Linked DNA regions of Pan troglodytes: region 2 is linked to region 1. The links are chromatin contacts, called in public HiChIP or PLAC-seq maps. All regions are on one chromosome and are shown on one strand. Each heading gives the region's core, a stretch centred on a gene start, on an enhancer-like site or on the middle of the called end of the contact. The rest is flanking DNA. Distances are from core to core; before and after follow the strand shown. Region 1 holds the start of HDAC10 (histone deacetylase 10). Region 2 holds the start of LMF2 (lipase maturation factor 2).

Evidence for each region. HiChIP or PLAC-seq counts read pairs in DNA pulled down with a chosen protein or histone mark.
Region 2: an H3K4me3 HiChIP or PLAC-seq map of stem cell-derived excitatory neurons shows a contact between it and region 1, with 2.2 times the contacts expected there. The contact joins the promoter of LMF2 here to the promoter of HDAC10 in region 1. A contact is called at or near these places in 1 of 7 Hi-C or Micro-C datasets (stem cell-derived neural progenitor cells) and 1 of 1 datasets of contacts at active chromatin or transcription factors (stem cell-derived excitatory neurons).

What each region holds. Positions count from the first base shown.
Region 1 is chr23:52,374,761-52,378,215 of NHGRI_mPanTro3-v2.0_pri, reverse strand. It overlaps HDAC10 (histone deacetylase 10), which reads left to right and starts at 1,958. Exons shown (of 20, transcript XM_515218.9): 1 at 1,958-2,406; 2 at 2,475-2,609; 3 at 2,854-2,950; 4 at 3,217-3,314; 5 at 3,413-3,455. The coding sequence starts at 2,348. It overlaps MAPK12 (mitogen-activated protein kinase 12), which reads left to right. Exons shown (of 11, transcript XM_016939477.4): 11 at 1-312.
Region 2 is chr23:52,630,193-52,633,647 of NHGRI_mPanTro3-v2.0_pri, reverse strand. It overlaps LMF2 (lipase maturation factor 2), which reads left to right and starts at 1,741. Exons shown (of 13, transcript XM_054675784.1): 1 at 1,741-1,910; 2 at 2,455-2,708; 3 at 2,988-3,120; 4 at 3,277-3,455. The coding sequence starts at 1,817. It overlaps NCAPH2 (non-SMC condensin II complex subunit H2), which reads right to left and starts at 1,482. Exons shown (of 20, transcript XM_009438682.5): 1 at 1,051-1,482. The coding sequence starts at 1,158.

The DNA of each region.
Region 1 (3,455 bases), core at 709-3,208:
ACCTGAACTTTCTGGACAACACCTCTGGCCGACCTGGGGATGGCTTCTGATCCCTGGAGCAGTGGCCCACTTGCCCGGTGCCCTCAGAAACCTCAGAGCTGGTGGGGCTCCAGATCAGGCCTTGGCCTCTGAGCCCTGCCTGCTCTGGGCCATACAGAGGAAGGACAGAGGGTGGGCGCAGGGCACCAACTCAGGGACATCCCCTCTCCTGGGCGATGTCAGTGGACCTTCCTGCACCCCCAGCCTGGAATGTAAATCAGCTGTGTGGTGCCCGCGTGGCTGGAAGGAAATAGACCCTTTTGTAGCTCCCTGTTCTGGCTGTGCGTCCTCATGCTGGGTCCCACCTTAAGACCTCCAAGCCCTTGGCCTGCATGTAGAGGAGGCTGGCCTGATAGCTCAGACCCTCAGAGCCAGTAGGGGGGCCTGAGCATCCCATCTCTCCCAGGCCACAAAGCTGGTGCCCACTTCCCCAGGCCTGTGCCAGTGATCTTCAAACCCCCACGTTAGGGCTTGGCCCCTCCCCTTTTACGGGGTGACCTGCTAATGGCTTAGACTCTAAGCCACTGTGTGTGGATCCTGAAGCCAGACCCTGGGGCAGGGCCTGATGAGGAGGAGTGTTAGGATCTACCCTAGCTCTCTGCACCCTCCAATGCCAGCAGGTCCCTGGGGGGAGGGGGCACGCTGGGCACGTTGAGGCCCCTCTGGCCCCTGTGATGGAGTGGTGAGCGCCAGCCAGTCCCTGGGGGGACGGGGCACATTGGACAAGTTGAGACTCCTCTGGCCCCTGTGGCGGAGTGGTGAGCGCCAGCAGGTCCCTGGGGGGAGGGGGCACGCTGGGCACGTTGAGGCCCCTCTGGCCCCTGTGATGGAGTGGTGAGCACCAGCCAGTCCCTGGGGGGACGGGGCACATTGGACATGTTGAGACCCCTCTGGCCCCTGTGGTGGATTGGTGAGCACAGAGGGCTGGGTTTTATTCTTGATCAAACCTCTAGCCCCTACTACCCTGCTCCAGTGGTATCTTCGTGCCCAGGCTGCCCTCTGCAGGCCACTCGGTGTTTCCAAGGGTGGCGGCTGGAACACAGGCCATGGGCACCTCCAAACCTGTCCCAGGGCAGGGGTTACAGCAGAGAGACCAGTGAGGGGCAGGGCAGGGCAGGCCAGGTGTCCTCGGTGGACATGCCCACAGCTGGCCCAGCCAAAGTGGACCTGATGAGCTGCCAGGACAGATGGGCCTTCTCTGCCCAGCGACCCTCATGCCTCTCCAGGGCATCTGGGCCTGGGGGACGTGACCACCATCAGCTCCGGAGCCATGCTGACTTGTGGCATGGCTGCTGTCCACACTGGGCCCAAAGTGTGGGCCCATAGGTGGCCTGAGGACTGGGGGCCCCAAAATTCTGTGACCCAGCTGGATGTGAACTCCCGCGGGGGCAGGGTGTCCCCTGGGCTCCAGGGGGCCTCAGGTTTCCTCTCGGGCATCTTGCTCCGTGGCTGTGCCCGTGCCTCCTATCTTCCTCACTCCTCTGTTCCCCACCATGCTACCGCAACCCCGGTCCAGTGTCCCCACCTCCACCGACCTTGACTCTGCTCTTGGGCCAGGGGTCTTCTTGGAGCTAGAACCGGACTCACTCCCTCCTTAAACCTCGGGGGCGGTGCTGCGCCTCGATGCAGCCACGACCACCGCCCTGAGCCGGCCGCAGCGCCACCTGTCTCCCCGCGGGCTCCTCCCGCCTCGTGGCCTTTGCCCTGCAGACCCCTCGCTCCCCTCGCCTTTCACCCCAGGTCTTCCTGCGCCCGGGCCGGGTGGGCCTTGGGGCTGCGCTGGACCCTGACCCAGCTGGTGCAGAACGGGGCTCTCATGGGCAGGCTCGGCCACGGGCGTTCGGGTGGGGCTGCGGCGACCACTCGCGTAGGGCCGGGGGACCCCGCCCCTCTTGGAGGGGATCGGGGCGGGGCCAATGGGGAGGCGGAGCCGCAGCGCAGCTCCGAGGGCTGGCGGCTCGGGGCGCCGAGGCTTCCGCGCCCGCTGGTTCCTCGCTCCGGGGCGGAGCTCGCCATAGCGACCGGGAGCAGGGCGCGGGGCGGGACCCAGGTCCGAGGCGAGGAAGCCGGAAGCCAGGCGCGGGGAGCCTCCCCCTTCGACTGCAGCCTCGCTCCGTGCCTTCTGCGCGCCTGGGATCCCGGAGCCTGCCTAGGTTCTGTGCGCTCCCGCCCACGCCGGTGCCCGCCGCCCGCCTGCGCCCCAGGCAGGTCCCAGGCCTCCGGCTGCTCCCGGCCGAAGGTGGGGACGGGCAGTGGCAGGCACCGCTAGCGAGGGCGTTTGGGAACCCAGGGTGACCACGGCGCAGCCATGGGGACCGCGCTTGTGTACCATGAGGACATGACGGCCACCCGGCTGCTCTGGGACGAGTAAGTGGGACCTGGCCGAGGTGGGGTGCGGGGAGGGACCTCTGAACTGAGCTCCTCATCTGCCCCAGCCCCGAGTGCGAGATCGAGCGTCCTGAGCGCCTGACCGCAGCCCTGGATCGCCTGCGGCAGCGCGGCCTGGAACAGAGGTGTCTGCGGTTGTCAGCTCGCGAGGCCTCGGAAGAGGAGCTGGGCCTGGTGCACAGGTCAGGACGGGGGCAGGCCCCACGATGGGGGGGGCGGGCAGCCCAGCTAGAAACCTAAGAACCTGGGCCTACCCCAAGCCTGCCAGCCTCGAATACAGAGCCTCTCCCTATGCACCTCGGGTGGGCTCACAGGCTTGAGGAAGTGACAGGGTGGCCACTCCCACCACGAATCCCAGGTCCCCGCCTCCCGCCCCCCTGCTCCTGCTGGTGACCCTGCCTCTCCTGCCTGCCCATCTGCATGCAGCCCAGAGTATGTATCCCTGGTCAGGGAGACCCAGGTCCTAGGCAAGGAGGAGCTGCAGGCGCTGTCCGGACAGTTCGACGCCATCTACTTCCACCCGGTGCGTGTCCCCGGACACACTCACCTGTGCAGACACACATGCACGTGCCTTTGCGCGTTCACAGCCACGGCCGCCAACCCCAGCCAGTGTCCCCTGGTCCATACACATGACATTGCCCTGCACACCTGCCTGCTGGCACTGCCAGAGCCTGGGGCTGGCCTGTTCTGCTCAGCAGCTGGTGTCTTGCAGCCTGGCACAAGTGTGGGTACGGCCTGCAAAGGGCAGCAGGGGAGGTAGGGGGCTCATCTGCGCCCCTGCGCCCACAGAGTACCTTTCACTGCGCGCGGCTGGCCGCAGGGGCTGGACTGCAGCTGGTGGACGCTGTGCTCACTGGAGCTGTGCAAAATGGGCTTGCCCTGGTGAGGTGAGAGCTGCCCCTTCCCCTGGCTGCTCCTCCGTGGGTGGCCCTGTGAGGGGCCAGGGCGACCCTGACGTGACCCAAATCCTACTCTCACGCCGTAGGCCTCCCGGGCACCACAGCCAGAGGGCGGCTGCCAACGGGTTC
Region 2 (3,455 bases), core at 492-2,991, 260 kb before region 1:
GGTGTTAAGCATGGGGCTTCACTATAGCCACATTTAGCTTTTGCTTTTGGTTGAACAGCGATGTCATTTTCCGAGATGGGAAAGGCTGGGGTTTAAGCAGAAAAATGAAGAGTTCCACTTTAAATATGTTAAATGAGATGTTTACGTGACACCCACTAGATGTCAAGAGAGCAGCTGGATATGTAAAGTAGATTTGGAGGAAAGATCTGGGATGGAGCTGCAGATCTGGTAGTTGTCCTAATACAGGCAATATTTAAAATCATAGAAATAAATGACACTTTAGGGGAAATGCATCAGAAGATGACCCAGGCCCCATCCTGAGGAACTCAACACTTAAGAGACTGGATAGAAAAGAAAAATCAGGCAATGAAATAGGGAAAAAAAAAATCCTACCACCATGTTTCAAAAAGAAAGGAGTGGCCAGTCCAACAAATGCTGACTTGAGTATGTTCCTTGGATTTGGTAGAATGGAGATCACTGCTGATCAAGACAAGAAACATTTAAGTGTCGTGGACGCCAGACTGAGCTGGGCTGAGGAGTAAAAATGAAGCGCAAATATGGAGCAGACAGCTTAACAGAGGTCTAGACAGGGCTGTCAAACGTGGAAGAAACACTAATCGCTAACAGGATAGAGCATGGCAATAGCTTGAAATTGGTTTGAAAATCCAAGATAAAAAATTCCTCTGACATCGTGATCCAGACCTCTCAAACACACAAGCATGCTCGCAATAACTGCAATAAAAGCAATAATGCTTTCTAGTCTATTCCACTACGTTAGAGAAACGGCTGGTCACCACCCACTCAATCATTCACGGCTCGCTGACGGGTAGAAACCTGCAATGACAGGTCCACGCTAATCCAACAAGGGATGATTTGGGGAGGCAGAGATGGAGTTTGAAAAGAAGCAGGGAGCCCGAGGACCTGCGCGGCCAGAGCGCCAGATGGCCATAGGCGTGGAGGCGGTGGGGCGCCCACAGCCCCGGGCCCGGAGCCCCCGCCCCGCAGCCCCACCCGCCGGCCCACCCCGCGTCACTCCCCCGCCGCCCTTACCTCCTCCAGATACTCGCCCAGTTGGGCCGCCACGTCCACCTCCCAGTTCTTGGTGAGGTCGCGGATGGGCTGCAAGAGGTGGGCGAAGCGCGCCTCCACGTCCTCCATGTCCGGGAGGGAACGGGCGGCAAAGGGACCGCAGGGCTGCCTTCCAAGGGGTACGGCGTCCTCAGCCCGCCACTAGTTCTGGCGCCATTTTGCTGTTCCCGCCCAGGAAAATGCGTAGGCGCGGCGTCGCGCGCATGTCTATGACGTAACGTGGGCAAAAGCCAGAGAGGCGAACCCCCGCGCCGCGCAGCGGGAGCTCACCGGAAGAGTCGCGGGGCGGGGTCGAAGCCTCCGGCGGGGGGGGGGGGGGGGGGCGGAGCTTTGGGCTGCCACCAGTTTGGACGGGAGGGCTTTTGGGGCCGCCGTGGGTCGGGCGGGGCGGGGTGGGGCGGGGCCTGGAGCTGCCGCGGGCGGGCGGGCCGAGGAGGCGGGGCTTGGGGCTGCCACGGGTTGGGCGGGCGGGGCGGTGAGGAGGCGGGGCCTGGGGCTGCCGCGGGCGGGCGGGCCGAGGAGGCGGGGCTTGGGGCTGCCACGGTTTGGGCGGGCGGGGCGGTGAGGAGGCGGGGCCTGGGGCTGCCGCGGGCGGGCGGGCCGAGGAGGCGGGGCTTGGGGCTGCCACGGTTTGGGCGGGCGGGGCGGTGAGGAGGCGGGGCCTGGGGCTGCCGCGGGCGGGCGGACGCGGAGGGCGGGCCCTGCTCTAGCGGGCCGCGTAGCGGACATGGCGGGCTCCCGGCTCCCGCGGCAGCTCTTCCTCCAGGGCGTGGCGGCCGTCTTCATGTTTGCCTTCGCTTCCCTCTACACGCAAATCCCAGGTGAAGGCACCCAGGGTGGGACACCCCCAGCCTCGGCGCGGGACCCTGTGTCCTCTTTTCTCTGTGCCCGGCACTCACGCAGTCCGGGGTTGGGAGTGAGGGCCAGGCCTTGGCGTGGGGTAGGGGGCGGCGGTTCGTGTCCTGCAGGCCGCTGTGGGGGTAGGAAGGTGTGCGGTGATCCATTTCCCGTAAGGCTCTGGACTCTGACCTGGGGTGGGGGACAGAACTTAGAGAGGTGGGAGAGAGGCTTCCTCCCAGACCTGGTGGGGCAGGTAGGAGATCGGGCTGAGACCTGGAAGAGGGCAGTGGGCTCTGCTGGGTGGGAGGCCCTGACTCAGCTAGTTGAGCAGGCCTCTAGTCCTGGGACGGGGTTTTGACAGGTCCCGACCTGGGGGACGGGCTCTGGAGGGACTGCGGACTCTGACCTAGGGATGGAGGTATCCGCATGCTCTGACCTAGGCTGGGGGGTCTGCAGGCCCTGACTCAGAGGTAGTCTAGTCTGCAAGGGCTGTCCAGGGCCTGGCCATGACATGCCCTCCCACAGGCCTGTATGGCCCCGAGGGCATCCTACCTGCAAGGAGGACGCTGCGGCCTCAGGGCAAGGGGCGCTGGCAGCAGCTGTGGGAGACCCCGACGCTGCTGTGGGAAGCGCCGAGACTGGGGCTGGACACGGCCCAGGGCCTGGAGCTGCTGAGCCTGCTGGGTGCACTAGTGGCCCTGGGAGCCCTGCTGCTGAGCCCACTGCGCCACCCCGTCATCTACCTGCTGCTTTGGGCCGCCTACCTGTCGGCCTGCCAGGCAAGTGGGACCTGTGACCAGCTCACTCTATCCCCAACCCCCACCACCCACCCCTGCCTCTACCTTACCTGAGTCCACAGACACACCCGCTCCCTGACAGCCCCTCTCTCCGCAGGTGGGCCAGGTATTCCTTTATTTCCAGTGGTGAGTGACGGCTGGGCCTGGGGCTGTGGGAGGCTGGGTAGGGGGTGGGGGAGGGCTCTGCCCTTCCTGGGAGGACTCTCCGAGGGAAGCAGCTGTGTGGGGAGGGGCTCTTGGTGCTATTTGCTCTCCCCATAGGGACTCCCTGCTGCTAGAGACTGGCTTCCTGGCCGTGCTGGTGGCCCCGCTGAGGCCAGCCTCCCACCGCAAGGAGGACCCCCAGGGCAGGCAGGCAGGGGCCCTGCCCCACGAAGACCTCCCCTTCTGGCTGGTGCGATGGCTGCTGTTCCGCCTCATGTTCGCCTCAGGCGTGGTCAAGCTGACCAGCCGCTGCCCCGCATGGTGGGGGCTCACTGGTGAGGGGCCCGGTCTGGACCTGGGGTAGTCTGGGAGCTCGGCCAGCCCTGACTCCTGCCCTCGCCTGCAGCCCTCACCTACCACTACGAGACCCAGTGCCTGCCCACACCCGCCGCCTGGTTCGCACACCACCTGCCGGTCTGGCTGCACAAGCTCAGCGTGGTGGCCACCTTCCTAATTGAGATCGCTGTGCCGCCCCTGTTCTTCGCCCCCATTCGACGCCTGCGCTTGGCTGCCTTCTACTCGCAG